Regions from separate parts of the Mus musculus genome. Here all the other regions are linked to region 5. Evidence: chromatin contacts called from public HiChIP or PLAC-seq and promoter capture Hi-C data. All regions are on one chromosome and are shown on one strand. Each heading gives the region's core, a stretch centred on a gene start, on an enhancer-like site or on the middle of the called end of the contact. The rest is flanking DNA. Distances are from core to core; before and after follow the strand shown.

Region 1 (2,700 bases), core at 186-2,685, 1.4 Mb before region 5:
CAGTAAATAAGTAAAAAAAAAAAAAAAAATCCTGACAAAGTATGCCATGACAATAAAGCAAGCGCACTTTGCTAGTTTGGTTTTACCTGGGTCACTAACTCCACAGAGCCAATGTAGGTATCTGGGCGGAGCAGTATATGTTCCAGTTGTGTTTTTTTCTGATAGATTCTTTCAATAGACAATCTTTTCTTGCCATCTTCATTCTTCTTTTTGTTCATTAGCATATTTTCATTTACAGGCTAGCCATTAGGGGAATTAAAAATAAACTTAATTTTAGCCACAAGTTTATCAGAAGTGGTCAACAAAATATCTGCAACAATGATAAAGTCCATACACTCTATCACCATCTATCCCCTGCTTGTAGGTACTGGTAGAGTTTACATAGTTTTGAACGAACAAGTCAATTAAAATCCTTGTGATTAGGTTCTGTGGTTTGAGTATTCGTGATGCTGGGGATGGAACCCAAGGTCCCCCCACCCCCCCTTGCATGCACATGCTAGGCAAATGCTCTGACCACTGAGCAAAATTCCCAGACCATTTTTTTCACCCCCTGTTGCTGTTTTTGAGAGTCCCATTAAATAGCTTAAGGCATCCTCTTGCCTCAGTCTCTGGAGCAGCTGCCATTTCAGGCCTGCCCCACTAGGTCTGGCTACAGATGCCCGTTTAAATAGGTATTTTAGTTCTGCAAGTATGGACATTTCTGCCTTGAGTAATATTTTTTATGTCATCGATAAACTACACTCAACTTCTTCCATCTAATGGGAAAATATTTAGTGAGTGCCGACATAGGCTCGTGCCGATTACAGATGGTATCCACCCGTAGCAGTTGGGATGCTAGCAATGCAAACCCTTGGCTACATTCACATCCCGAAACTGGACTTTTTTTGAGCCACTCGGTCGGCCAGCTCCTCAATGGGAACTGCCATGCTCTGCACCTTCCGTGATGAGTTATTCAAATCACCCAGGGAAGGGAAGAGGGCCACTGAATTCGAGTATAAGCCGGCTGGAAGTCACACAGAAGCCATTAGACTACAGACCGATCGCAGGACTAGTTGAACCTGCTCCCACAAACAATAAAAACACAACACTCAAGAACCCAGATTAGATTATAGATATCATTTCGGAAAGAGCTTCACCCAGTCCACGACCCCTCAAGGCCCAGAAGATGGGGCTGACCGGATCCAGCCGGTCGCCGGCCAGCGCTCGGCCCTGGAACCTCAACTCTCGCCGTCAGCCATGAACGCAGAGGCCACGTAAAGGCTCTACTACCCGGCCCCATCCGCGAGCTGTACCTGCAGCGGTGACAACTCCATGGTGACGGTCCTGAAGAGGCTCGAGAATCCGGAAAGCGACAAAACCAGCGGGAAACGCTAGGCGACCCGCGACGCGCGACGCGGGACCTGGACGCTCCCCTCACAGACGCTTGTCGGTTAGGAGAGCTTCCCTAGTTTCATTTGAACCTTTATCTAGCCCGCCCAAATCAGAGGAACCAATCACCGACTCGCTCTCATTGGCTCTGTTTGCAGTAACCAATCGTAGATCGTCTTTTATTCGAACAAAAGACCGCCTTTTCGAATAAACCAATTAGGTAAAAGAAGGCGGGAGAATCTTCAAAATGGACCAATAGCAATTGTTGGTGGTACTGACAGAAAATCTGACCAATGAGGAAGGTCCATGTGCTCTGAGAGACACTCTGAAGAGAGGGAAGGCATTTTGGAAGTGCAAAGTGGTTGACTAAGCCGTCCTTCTGAATATAACTAGAAAACGGATGCTCATTCTTTATTTCAGATCTGTTGAGATTACAGAGTCTTAATCCTGCGATGAGTTTTCCTTTTTTTTTCCTGACCGAGGAAACAACGCCATCCCTCCCTCAAGGCTGGCCAAGGCAGCGGTTCTCAGCCTGTGGGTCGTGACTCTTGGGGGTCGCATATCAGATAGTTTACCTTACAACTCATAACAGCAGCAAAAAAATTACAGTTATGAAGTAGCAATGGAATAATTATGGTAGCAGGGCATCACAACATGAGACGCTATGTTGAAGGGTCGCAACCTTAGGAAGTTGAGAAGCGCTGAGTTAATGCTGGCAAAGTTCTGGCAAGTTCTTCTGCTTGCGGTCTTAGGCTGCCACACACGAAGAGTATAGAGATGCCAGCAAAATCGCGAGCAGCACTAACACTCCCTGTGGATCACCCCTGATACAAAGATTCATTCATGCTTCTTCAGTGGAGCTGAGAGGCCCTCATGAGACGGGAACTTCTCCCTCAGTCAGCTGCTGAGGGAATCTACAAGAGCTCTTTATATTTGCCCTCTATGCATAATGCAGTCTAGAGCACCGTTCAATTTGACATAAGAGGTGGGGGCTTGGTGGGTTCTCGATGGAGGAAGCTTCAATTTCCTGTGCTAAAAGTAAAAATGGTAGATATAAACTGGTTATGTGTGACGACACCACCCCTTTAATCCCAGCACTTGGGAGGCAGAAGCAGGTGGATCTTGGAGTTTATGGCCAGCCTGGTCTACAGAGCAGGTTCCAGAGCAGCCAGGGCTACACAGAGAAACCCTTTCTCTAACCCCACCACCACCCTCAAAAAAATCGCTATTATCAGCAAGGAATTTCTTAAATTTAAACATTTTTCCTTTCCAAAAGGCGCCCAAGATCAACCATTATTAAATAACTTCACGTGTCCAACAACAACCCTGCTG
Region 2 (2,756 bases), core at 43-2,542, 1.7 Mb before region 5:
AACTAAGATGTGCAAGGGCAGCCCAACTTGGAGAGACTGTTGGTCAGCAACCCACTCAGCAAACGATTCTATCCAGTATGAACTGAACGGTTAGAAGAGCAGCTCCCCAGACACACTCTCTGGCTCCTCCCCAAGAGCAGGCTGTGGAGGCAGGGCTCCGCCCTGGGAGCCGTGGGAAGGCTATGGCCCCCGCTGGTAAAACTGGGCTAATGATAGCGGGGGAACCGGCGGGGCCAGAGGGGGGTGCTAGGGTAATTAGACCTCTGCCTGGCGGTAGTAGATCCCAAGATGAAAGGGGCTCTGGCGTCACTGGCAGGGTTTTATGTCCACGAATGCAGGTGTGTGTGTGTATGTGTGTGTGTGTGTGTGTGTTGTGTGTTTTGTGTGTGTGGTTGGCGCACGTGCGCGCGCGTGCGCGCGCAAGGGTCCGGAACTGGCATGGAGACCTCTCCTTTGAGAAAAGGAGTCCACCTATTTGCAGCCACTCTGTTGCTTAGATTGGCCCTTGAACCATTTGGATTTTGATGGTATACACAGGAGAGGAAATATCACCTCTGAGAAGCTGGGAGATAAGGGGCTGTAGCGAGTCTTGTCCACCCCCATTCCCCAAGCTTAGTATAGGAGTATATTGTTGGGGAATGGCTGGTGGGCAGTGACTAGAAAGAGCTTCCATGGAGAACAGAGACGTTTGCAAGAGGAGACAGTGGATTCAGCATTAATGTTAGAAACGAGAGAGGAGGCACAATGTGGAACGAGCCTCCAAAACGGCTAGAAATAGGATGGTTGAAGTTAGGAGGATTTCAGAAGTAACCTGTCCAACCTTTGGATTTTGTGCTCTTACCCTGGATGCTGTAATGTGTTCAAGGTCACACAGGGAGTTGTTCGCAAAGAAGGGACCCGAACTCTGAAACTACCCTTAGCGTTTGGTATCTGGACTTCCTCCCGGATTTATAAGGTGCAGTGATCTCCTCGGTCCTTCTCCCCCTACCCCAGGGTGCAAACCAGAACCCCCCTCCCCCAATTCTCCTCGCAAATGAAAGCTATTTTATTTGAAAATGACATCTTTCTCAAAACGTGTCACCGACCGTCGCTCCTGGATGGAGCCGTAGGGGGGGCGGGGGTGAGGTGGGCGAGTCTGAGCCTGGTAGGGGCCAAGGCGGTAGAGGGGCTGCGGGGCGGCCGGCCAGGAGCTGGGGAGCGGCGGGGGGCGAGGGGCGGGGACCGGCGACTGCGAGGCGGCCTGCAGGGAGCAGCCGCGAGCCGGCCGGGCGCGCGGAGCTGGAGCCCCAGCCGGAGCGGGGCGGGGGAGGGAGGAGCCAGAGCGGCCGCCGCCTCTGCCGGAGGAGCCGCGGGGCCGCCACACTCGCCCCCCGCCCCCCCGCGCTCACTCGCACTCACACCCCGGCGCTGGAGGCGGGCGGCCCGGGCCCCACCGGCCCCCCATGGACGCCCCCGGCACGGGGCGCTGAGACCCCCGCGTCGTTGCTCAGCTCGGACCAGCGCGCCAAGCCGAGGTAAGGAGGAGGGAGCAAGGGGGCATTAATATGCAAATGCATCGCGATTGATTATGCAAAGCCGCGGGTCTCTGGCCAGCTTGGAGGCGGGCTGGGGGCGCCCAGGGGGTTCCCGCCGCCGACCTCAGTCTTTTCCGGCGCCCGGGTGACCCTGTCACAGCCCGAGAGCTAGCCACTTACGCCCTGGGGAAAGAAGGTGCTGTTAAGTGGTCGGTGGGCCCCGGGGTTCGCCCAGGGAGATGGCGTCTGGGCCTCCCCTTCGAGGGCCCGCCCCGGCCTCTGTCCGGCCGGTCTGCTGCGCATTCCCGGGTTGGGCCCCGCTGCCTGCCGAGGCTCCCCCGCCCGCCCCGCCGCGGTTTGTTTACGGTGTGCCAGAAGCTTGTCGTGTCCCCCCACCCCCCCAGCCAAAGAGACCGAATGGCCTTTGCAAAGCTGTCTCTAGCTAGGAAGGGCAATGTGGGTGCGGCAGGGTGGAGGGGCTTGCATGGGCTGGAGGAGAGAGAAGCCCCCCTCCCCTCCCCACCTCTCCAGTTGAGCATGGCTTTCTGGTTGCAACACTCCTAATTGCAAAAACGCGGCGGGTGGGGTGGGGTGGGGGGAGTGTGAGCTTGTAGTAGTGGGGGTGTACTTGATGGTCCCTAGATGATTAGGAGAATTGTTGGCCTGTGGTTGGGGAAGAGAGGAAGAAATGGACCCGTGTTCTGTGTGTGTGTGTGTGTGTGTGTGTGTGTGTGTGTGTGTGTCCGCGCGCGCGCGCGTGCATGCTCCCCGTTTCCCTCCCTTGCAACGTGTCTCTGGTGCCCCTTTTCTATCTTGGGCCCTCCCTTGTCCAGTGTGAAAAGAAGGCCTGGGAAGATGTCAGAGGCAATGAAGAGAGCCACCCATTTTAGGGACTGGAGGGGGGAGCACACAGAAGGAAAGCCAGGGAGACGGGAGGCCTGCCCCTGAATGCTGGCTCTGGACCCAGGAGGGGGAGGGGATGAAGGGGGCCATTGTCCAAGATGAAGGGGGAGGCAAAGGTGACATGCAGACAACAGATATGCCTACACAGACAGCTACATGCTCACTCGGGGACATCCAGGCAGATTCAAGGACAGGAGCTGCTGGACACACCCACATGGGGACAAGGGAAGAGGCAGGCCTCCACTGCAGAGTGGAGCTCAAAGGGTGGGACACACCCACGGGAGACCAAGAGCAGGGCGGAGAGACGGCCTATGCACATACCCACGCATAGGATCACAG
Region 3 (2,701 bases), core at 126-2,625, 1.4 Mb before region 5:
AGGGAAGGAATCCTATCACTTCAACCCTCCTGCAGTCTTAGAGGTTGCCAGTAGGTGCCGTCAGTTCGCAACTTTTTGATCAGTCTTCCAGGTCCGGGTCTTGGTGCCTTTCTCCCTCCAACCGCGCCAACAGTCTGCGGTGCAGAAAGTGGGAGGTGGCCTAATTCCTCCGAGGCTGAAAGACCCCGACTCTGGGACAAAGAACCGGAAGAGGTCTAGGAAATCTTTAGGTTGGTTGCTCCTTGGATGTTTAGCCCAACCCTTCCGGACCCCATCCACCCGCAAAATCCTTCGGTCCTCCGACTGTGCCTGGACAGACACAAGAAGCGAACTCCTTGGTTGGGGAGGATGAGGAGGCGTAGGGAGAAATGAAAAAGAAGGTGGTAGGAGGTGGGTCTCTCCTCCAAACGCGACTCTAGATCAATTCCCGTTTCCAACAGAATTGCTGCGAGGGGAAGGGATATATTTATCAATAATCCCTTTATCACCCAGGGGCAAAGTGGCGTCGGGAAAATTAAAAGGCCGCTTCTCTTTCTGGAAATCTTTGACTGCCATCTACTGGGAAACTGTTGCAGTAACTATGCAAACACACAATGAGTACATGAAGTGGAGCCCCCTGGAGTTGTTCGACTCACATCTTGTACAAAGCCAATGGCAGTCTCCTTCCAGAATCTAAGCAGGGCGGTAGAGGGAACAACATCTAGGAAGGAGGAAGAGGCTTGGCACTTTGTTCTGGAGTTCTGGAAGCAGAGTGCAGCAAGGCCCAAATGGAACCAGGGGCGGGGGTCAAGCGACAGGGGTTCAGGGGCAAGTGAGAAGACTGCCTATTAGCACCTTGAGGCCAGAACTCTCCTGGACCCTTTACAGAGTGCTTAGTCGCCTTGTCCCACTTTAGCGCGGTCTCTAGAGGTTGACTGGACATACCCGGGGGGTGGGTGGGGGTGACCGGAGGACTCTGGCCAGGGATGGGAACTGAACAAGAGAATCTTGAATCCGCTATGAGGTCAGGTTTTCTGTGGCAGCAGGAGGATCTCCTAGGTGTCTGGGAAGGACTCCTTCGAGGTCGAGGGAGGGGGGCAAAGCAACATCCCCTTCGTTTCCCCTCGCCCTGCTTCCTCTTCAGGGTCCAGCTCAGAGGCTCTCCGCGCGCAGGCCACCGCTTCCAAACTGCGTCGCTTTCTTCGGCGGGGCAAAGGACTTTCAGATGTTGTAGCGGTGGCGGCGACTCAGGCCAGCGCCCCCTCCCCCCTAACGGCCTCTTCTCCCGCTCCATTGCTCCAGTTCCCCCTCGCCCTCCCCTGCTCTCCCACCTCGGGGACGGCGCTGGGGGTGTGGCCAGGGGGCCGGTATAAAGTCCCGGGAGCCGGTCCCGGGCAGCCGCTCAGCCCCCTGCCCCCCGCCGCCTGCTGGGCCGGCCGAGGATGCAGCGCAGCGCCTCGGTGGCCAGGCTCGCTCTGCTCCAGCGTGCTTGCTAACTTCCCCGGCTCCGTCTCTGCCTGCCGGGGTCGCCCCGTGTCCCTGCGCCCTCCGGGTCTGGTTCTCTAAGCTCTCTGGGCGCTGCCTCCGGGTCCCTTGCAGCCCGCTCGCGAGCCCGCGCTCCCCTCCTGCGCCCCACCCTCGTCCTCGCCATGCTGCCCTTCGGCCTCGTGGCCGCCCTGCTGCTGGCCGCAGGGCCTCGGCCGAGCCTGGGCGACGAAGCCATCCACTGCCCCCCTTGCTCCGAGGAGAAGCTGGCGCGCTGCCGCCCCCCCGTGGGTTGCGAGGAGTTGGTGCGGGAGCCAGGCTGCGGTTGTTGCGCCACTTGCGCCCTGGGCTTGGGGATGCCCTGCGGGGTGTACACCCCACGCTGTGGCTCAGGCATGCGCTGCTACCCTCCCCGGGGGGTGGAGAAGCCCCTGCGTACATTGATGCACGGGCAAGGCGTGTGCACGGAGCTGTCGGAAATCGAAGCCATCCAGGAAAGCCTGCAGACCTCTGGTAAGGTACACCTACCTTCCCTCGGCCACATTTCCCAAACACCCTCCTCCCTGCAACTTAGTTCCCATTCTGGCTGGCCTGGAAGGCCCGTCAATGCCCCCTGTGAGTTGAGGAGAAGGGAGGTACGTGGCAGAGCTTAGAAACAGCCAAGAATGCTGGCATTTAATCCCAGCACCAGTTGCCACTGGTCGAGGGAAACCTACCCCACCTCTTCATCTCAAACCTCCTAAGTACTTCTTTGGGAAGAGGGGCCTTGGCCTCAGTGGTAAGCCTGGCTCCTGAGGTAAGTTAAATGACCTGATTCAGTTACATTTGTCATCTAGAGTTAGATGACTGCGATGATAAGGTGTGCGTGCGTGTGTGTGTGTGTGTGTGTGTGTGTGTGTGTGTACATGCACATGTGCATACGTGTGTGCATGTGTCTGTGGGGGGTGATAAGGATGGTGTGTGTGTACATGCGCATGTGCATACGTGTGTGCAAGTGTCTGTGGGGGTGATAAGGATGGTGTGCTTGTGCACGTTTGTGTGATAAGGATGGTATGTGTATTCGAGCGGGAGGCAGTGTGTGTGTGTGTGTGTGTGTGTGTGTGTGTGTGTGTGTTGGGACGGTTCCTTTCTGTTCCTGATCCAGAGCCTGATCCACACACCCAGTCTCAGGTGAGAGGTGTGAGGAGCCAGGGGCTGGGCCTTTCACTCATCACCCTGGGGTGAAGTGGGACATACA
Region 4 (2,793 bases), core at 216-2,715, 1.5 Mb before region 5:
GGTAGTCAAGAGTTTAGTTTTCTGTCAGACTATTTAAAATGCAAATATCAGCTCTTACAATTAGTTATAAAAACTTCCTAGGGAGCCGGGCGGTGATGGCACACGCCTTTAATCCCAGCACTTGGGATTTCTGAGTTCAAGGCCAGCCTGGTCTACAAAGTGAGTTCCAGGACAGCCAGGGCTATAGAGAAACCCTGTCTCGAAAAATAAACAAACCAAACAAAACCAAAAACCTTCCTCGGGTGCTTATAAAGACTAATTAAGGTGATAGAGGTAAAATAACGAGCTCAGACCCACACACTTACGTTGGCTCTTCCCAGCTATTTGAAATGAGAGGTAACTGGCGATTGTGCTGTTGTGCTCCTACTTGTAGCTTTGTGTCTGTTTTATTTGGTATCAGACAATAAAAGATATATCCTATAGCCAGGTGTGGTGGCGCACACCTTTAATCTCAGCACTTGGGAGGCAGACCCAGACAGATCTCTTGAGTTTAAGGCCAGCCTAGTCTACGTAGTTCCAAGACAGCCAGAGCTACAAATAAAAAGTCTCAGAAAACAATAACAACCAAAACAAAACAAACCAAGAACAAAATCCCATAGACTTTACCATTACCTAGAATTGGGCTCTGGTCTTTAGAAGAACCCGAGTAACCTTGGAGCCTGACCTGCCTGCAAATGGCTGCTCTAGTTACATTTTTCATTAAATGCTCAGCTTGCCTTGCCGATAACTCTTTTCCTTGGGTCCCAGACCCTAGTGCTTGGCCATAAGAGATTTTCAAATTAAAGAGACATAATTTTACTCCCTATGATGTGTAGCTAGATGGATGTTAAGGCAGCACTTGGAATGTATGACCTTGAAATTATACGTTTGGTGTTGCACTTGTTTCTCACTGAGCAAGCGCAAGTCAACAAATAGTGAGATGATGTCAGTTTGCTTAGATAGGTCTAGAACTTGCCCCCCCGCCCCCCAAAAAAATACCCTGGTTCGAGTTATCAGCTCCTCCCCACAGAAAATTCTGTGACCTTATACATTCATTTGCTTCATGCCATACAGGACCGCCCCCCAAAAAGTAGGCCTTGTAGCCCTCTTAAAATCTAGCCCACCAGAATAATGAAAATAGGGATGTTTGGCAGATAAGATGAGCAAAGGTAGCCCAGTAGAATGAGGACGTTAGGCAACGGTGGGGAGGCTGGGTGGAGGACAAAGTAGAAATAAAAATACGGAAGTAGATGTGCGTAGAGGCAAAAAAAAAAAAAAAAAAAAAAAAACTACACTTCCCGCCAGGCTTTACGGCGTGACGCGCTCGTAAACGCGCGCCTTTCCTCCGAGGTCTCAAAAGTTAACGCCCTCCCGGGCGAGTGGGTGTGACTTCGTGGTGGTCGCTGAGACCTGGGGCTGTCCTATTGGCTGCCGGCCGTCACCGGCGAAGGCGTGGTGATGAGTGACAACTAATCAGAAGCCTGGCTGGACTTTGGCGGGAGACGAGAAGGCTGAAGTAGAGCGGCTTTGGCGCGAGTTGACTTTGCAGCTGCTGTAGAATTTGTGGCGGGAGAGTTTTTACGGTGGTGATCGAGACGCGAGGAGTGTGCACTGAGCGACACGGCCCTGAAGAGTGCAAAGCTCCGCGAGGTCTGGTGTCCAGAGAGGTGAGGCTGGTCCGAGCAAGGCCGGTGGAGAGCGGGAAATCGCCTGGGGTCTGAGGCTGGGTCAGGGAGGGGGTTGTGAGCTCTAGAAGCGGTTCGAGCACGCCGCGTTGGGAAGGAGAGAGCTGCTGGGAGGAAACGGTGTAGGGTGGGGTCGGGAGTTTGGTGGAGTGCTGGCTAGTTTTGAGCAGAGGACGCAGCTGCCCTTGCCCAGGACTTGGGAGAGCCTAAAGGTGACGGTCTGGAACCAAACCAGTGCTAAAGACGTCTCACATGTCTGCAGGGAAGGAGCTAAAGTATTATAGAAATAAATGGAGACAGACTTCTGGCATCATACAAGTGTAAGAACTTGGCTTCTGGTCCCAGGGTGCCCAGGGTGATAGCCGTGTGTTTCTGTGACTATCTCTTTAAGAGAGGGCTAATAGTGTCTACATTTGACGTATGGTAAGACTGTAGTGTGTAATATGTGTATAACGGAATGTTACACGTACTAGGCAGACAGACGTTACCCTTTATTACATAGATTTGCATGGGAAGCACAACTAAATGTTAAAAATGCTATGTTAACGTGATTTATGGAGTGCTGGTCCCCAATATAATTATTTATATTGCTCTGTGTGTTTTTCTCTTTGCTCTCCTGATTTTCCTTTGTATCCAGTTGTGTGGCCATCATGCCTCAAACCAGATCCCAGACACAAGCTACCATCGGTTTTCCGAAAAAGAAGCTATCTAATACCCTGAAGAAACCCAATTCCCGGGATTGTGAAGTAAAACTTAGAAACGTCCAGCCTGTACCCACCACTCCGTGTGTGGACGTAAAACTTCTGCCTCTCAGTCCCCGAAAACGTCTGGGTAAGCCCTCCGCTTTGTGAGTGCGACTTTGTGACTGAGCTCTCAGCCTTTCCTGCCTTGATGCTGAGGTGCCTGGCTCTTAAAACCAGAGCTGTATTTGCCTTCATAATGGCTGCCAAGTGTGTACCGAATTTCACGGTTGAGCCGTACACTAGAGATCATTTGCTAAGGAACCTAGGTTTGATCTTCATTTCCTTAGTTCTGTCCTTTACATTTCCCTTGAAGTTATAGTGTTATGGAACTCGCCTGCGTGCTTGTGAAATTAAGAGGAAACAAATAACCCGGGAGGTGGTGAGCT
Region 5 (2,851 bases), core at 36-2,535:
TTTCTCTCATCAGACTGGAGACAGAAAAGGCCTGACTCGTGTGTAGCTTTGGAGCACTTTGCTAGACCTGTTGAATGCGGTCACCGGACATAGCCACGCATTAAGAGGCCTTAGAAGGCCTGGGAAGCCAGGGCACTGTGGGTGAGGGATACCTCACAGTGGTCTGAATGGTATATACCTGCTATCGCTGGGTAGAAGTCCTTGAAGTCTACCTGCTCGTGGGCCCCCTCACAGCCAGCTAGACACCGAGCAAAGACCGTCATATATTCAGCCAGGGCCCGCTCCATGTCTTCTGTGCTGCTGCGAAAGTCCCCGCTGTTGTAAAGTTTCACAGCCCGGAGGAACACAGCCTGGAGAGGTGCATGGCGGGGGTAGTCAAGAAGACCCCGAAGGCTCATAAGGTGTGTGTGTGTGTGTGTGTGTGTGTGTGTGTGTTGGGTGAAGAGGTTGTAGGAAGGTGTACCAAGGCTAGCCATCCCTCCCACTCTCTCCACACCTCGTAGGGCTGGGCCTCCAGGTCGGTGAGGGACTCATCTCCAATATCCAGCATCCCCCTGTAGTAGTTGAGATACTTGGCGGTCAGCTCGTGCTTGGGGTTCCTCTGGAGGAAGGTGTAGGCCGCAGCCACCGCCTTCTCCAGTCGGTTCGCCTGGTGAGGAGCGTGGGGAGTGGGTCAGTGGGGGCCTCGGACGCACCGCGGGCCTCACGTTCTAGGGAAACTCGACGGCGGCCCCGGCCGCGCCCACCTTGAAGTGCGCGTAGTGCAGGTACTGATAGGGCAGGCGGCTCTGGAAGTCGCGCAGCAGCTGCCGCGGTGGGTAAGGGACTTGAAAGGCGGGCAGCGTCTTCTTGCAGCGCCGCAGGCAGGCGGCGCGCTCCAGGACGTGACCGAAGAGCCGCAGCTCGCGAGCCCAGTCCTCGCCATCGCCGTCGTGGTCGCCGTCCGGGCCGGACGCGGGCCGAGGCTGAGAGGTGGCGGGGCCACTACAGTTGGCGTGGCAGAAGGCCTCGCTGTCGCGCAGCAGCCGGTGCAGCCGCAGCGCCGCCTCCAGGTAGCGCGCGCTCTCGCGCCAGCTTTCGCCTTCGTATTGCTCCAGAGCGTGGCCGTAGGCCGTGGCCAGTGGCATCAGGTCCTCCGGAGGGAATCCTCGGAAGCTGTATTTCTCGTACTGGGCCCCGGCGCTGCCCAGCAGCAGCCACAGCAGCCCCCACGCCCCGCGAGCCATGCCCGCACCGCGCCCGGAGGCTTACGGAGCAGCCGGCGACCGTCGGGCTCCAGCCAGCTCGGGCTCCAGCCCAGCCCACCCCCAACCCCCGGAGCTCCTGCTGGGTCTTAGCGCCGGGCCCTAGGCTAGAGCCGGGAGGCTGGAATGCCTCTCTAGGACCGTCAGTTGACGCTCGAGTCCACTACGTGGGCTGGCCCTCGACCACTAGCAATGCTTACACCACCACTGGCCCTCCCTGGCAGACACGGGTGGGTGGGGCTACGTTTCACGCCCAGAAAGCCCCTCCCCACAGCAGTGTCGTCCCCCCCCCCCCCCTTAAGTGCCACCTCTGTCCTTTGCGTAGGCAAAGTGGACGAAGTCACATAATCTGGTCTTTTTCTCCTCGAGTCTCCTCTGCTCCCCCTAGGTGGCCCGGTAAACACCCGCGCTGACGTCGAGGCGTACACACCTCTTGTTACCCCGCACACCTAGCACTGACACCATCAGCCTCCCGCCGGAGCAAGATTCCTGTGTCTTCAGTGCAGCCAGGCTTTTGCAGGACAAAACAACCTTTCACCTAGAGAACATTCTCCCTAACCCCCCTTTCCTCTAACCTTTCGCGGGAGGAGAGTTGGGGCGGGTGTGTGTGTGTGTGTGTGTGTGTGTGTGTGTGTGTGTAGAACTGAAATAGCCCTCAGATTACAGCCTCACCTGCACCAGAAGGGGCCTAGATTTGGGGTGCCAGGGAAAGCTAGAGATTCCTCCAACAGGCTTTAGGACCCAGAGACTCTGGAAAAAACTTTTTCATTTTGGAAGTCCACTCCAACTTCTCATCTTTCCCGAACCTCCCTCTGGGCCAGGCCCCGGGTCTCAGTCCCGGATGGAGTTTTGGGGGAGGGAGACTCAGAGATCTTTGTGGCAAATTCCTTGGACTCCAGAGACTCTCAACCTGGCCCCCACCTCCTAGTTCACCATAAAACATCACCCTGCCCGGCCAGCTCATTCTCCCCAGCCCCCATTCCACGTGGACCCGCCAGGGCGGGGTGGGGAGAGAGGACAGGAAGGGGGGGAGTCAGCTCTGAGAGGAGGGGGAAGGAGGCTAGCGGCTGGCGTCCGCTCTCACTGCCGGCGTCCCTGGTCTGGGCACCATGTTCCTTGTGGGGTCCTCCAGCCACACCCTCCATCGGCTCCGCATACTGCCGTTGCTGTTGCTTCTACAGACCTTGGAGAGGGGACTGGGCCGTGCCAGCCCGGCCGGAGCCCCCTTGGAAGATGTGGTCATCGAGAGATACCACATCCCTCGGGCCTGTCCCCGAGAAGTGCAGATGGGGGATTTTGTGCGTTACCACTACAATGGCACTTTCGAAGACGGGAAAAAGTTTGACTCCAGGTAAGAGCTTGGGCACTCCCGGACTCAGCACCACTTTCCTGAGCTTCCAGAGAATGTTGCCCCTTCTAAGGTTTGCATTCCTGTAGTGCTTTCATAATCCTTTGCCACAAACAGCATCCTGGGGAGAGCACCTCAAAGGATGCCTCCTATCTTCAATACCAAATTTTCAATTCCTAAAATATTCCCGCCCCCGCCCACGACCCCCTCCTAGCCCCCTGGAATATTTGATGCTCAGGTGAAGCGCCACATATACTTA

Evidence for each region. Promoter capture Hi-C pulls out the DNA fragments that hold promoters and counts their contacts. HiChIP or PLAC-seq counts read pairs in DNA pulled down with a chosen protein or histone mark.
Region 1: a contact with region 5 is called in an H3K27ac HiChIP or PLAC-seq map of extraembryonic endoderm stem cells, with 10 times the contacts expected there. The contact joins the promoter of Top2a here to the promoter of P3h4 in region 5. A contact is called at or near these places in 3 of 39 promoter capture datasets (embryonic stem cells, hippocampal neurons and liver), 2 of 115 datasets of contacts at active chromatin or transcription factors (astrocytes and extraembryonic endoderm stem cells) and 1 of 9 other capture datasets (liver).
Region 2: a contact with region 5 is called in a promoter capture Hi-C map of hippocampal neurons, with 8 times the contacts expected there. The contact joins the promoter of Thra here to the promoter of P3h4 in region 5. A contact is called at or near these places in 1 of 39 promoter capture datasets (hippocampal neurons) and 1 of 115 datasets of contacts at active chromatin or transcription factors (embryonic forebrain).
Region 3: a contact with region 5 is called in an HNF4G HiChIP or PLAC-seq map of pancreatic cancer cells. The contact joins the promoter of Igfbp4 here to the promoter of P3h4 in region 5. A contact is called at or near these places in 2 of 39 promoter capture datasets (hippocampal neurons and liver) and 1 of 115 datasets of contacts at active chromatin or transcription factors (pancreatic cancer cells).
Region 4: a contact with region 5 is called in a promoter capture Hi-C map of embryonic stem cells, with 4 times the contacts expected there. The contact joins the promoter of Cdc6 here to the promoter of P3h4 in region 5. A contact is called at or near these places in 3 of 39 promoter capture datasets (embryonic stem cells, hippocampal neurons and liver), 2 of 115 datasets of contacts at active chromatin or transcription factors (embryonic stem cells and pancreatic cancer cells) and 1 of 9 other capture datasets (macrophages).

Annotation. Positions count from the first base shown.
Region 1 is chr11:99,022,754-99,025,453 of GRCm38.p6, forward strand. It overlaps Top2a (topoisomerase (DNA) II alpha), which reads right to left and starts at 1,436. Exons shown (of 36, transcript NM_011623.2): 1 at 1,293-1,436; 2 at 87-239. The coding sequence starts at 1,313.
Region 2 is chr11:98,740,493-98,743,248 of GRCm38.p6, forward strand. It overlaps Thra (thyroid hormone receptor alpha), which reads left to right and starts at 1,293. Exons shown (of 10, transcript NM_001313983.1): 1 at 1,293-1,514.
Region 3 is chr11:99,039,869-99,042,569 of GRCm38.p6, forward strand. Igfbp4 (insulin-like growth factor binding protein 4) reads left to right here and starts at 1,376. Exons shown (of 4, transcript NM_010517.4): 1 at 1,376-1,977. The coding sequence starts at 1,629.
Region 4 is chr11:98,906,336-98,909,128 of GRCm38.p6, forward strand. Cdc6 (cell division cycle 6) reads left to right here and starts at 1,466. Exons shown (of 12, transcript NM_001025779.2): 1 at 1,466-1,646; 2 at 2,302-2,495. The coding sequence starts at 2,315. RefSeq lists an enhancer at 1-306.
Region 5 is chr11:100,413,431-100,416,281 of GRCm38.p6, forward strand. It overlaps P3h4 (prolyl 3-hydroxylase family member 4 (non-enzymatic)), which reads right to left and starts at 1,286. Exons shown (of 8, transcript NM_176830.3): 1 at 747-1,286; 2 at 497-649; 3 at 179-350. The coding sequence starts at 1,226. It overlaps Fkbp10 (FK506 binding protein 10), which reads left to right and starts at 2,264. Exons shown (of 10, transcript NM_010221.2): 1 at 2,264-2,595. The coding sequence starts at 2,354.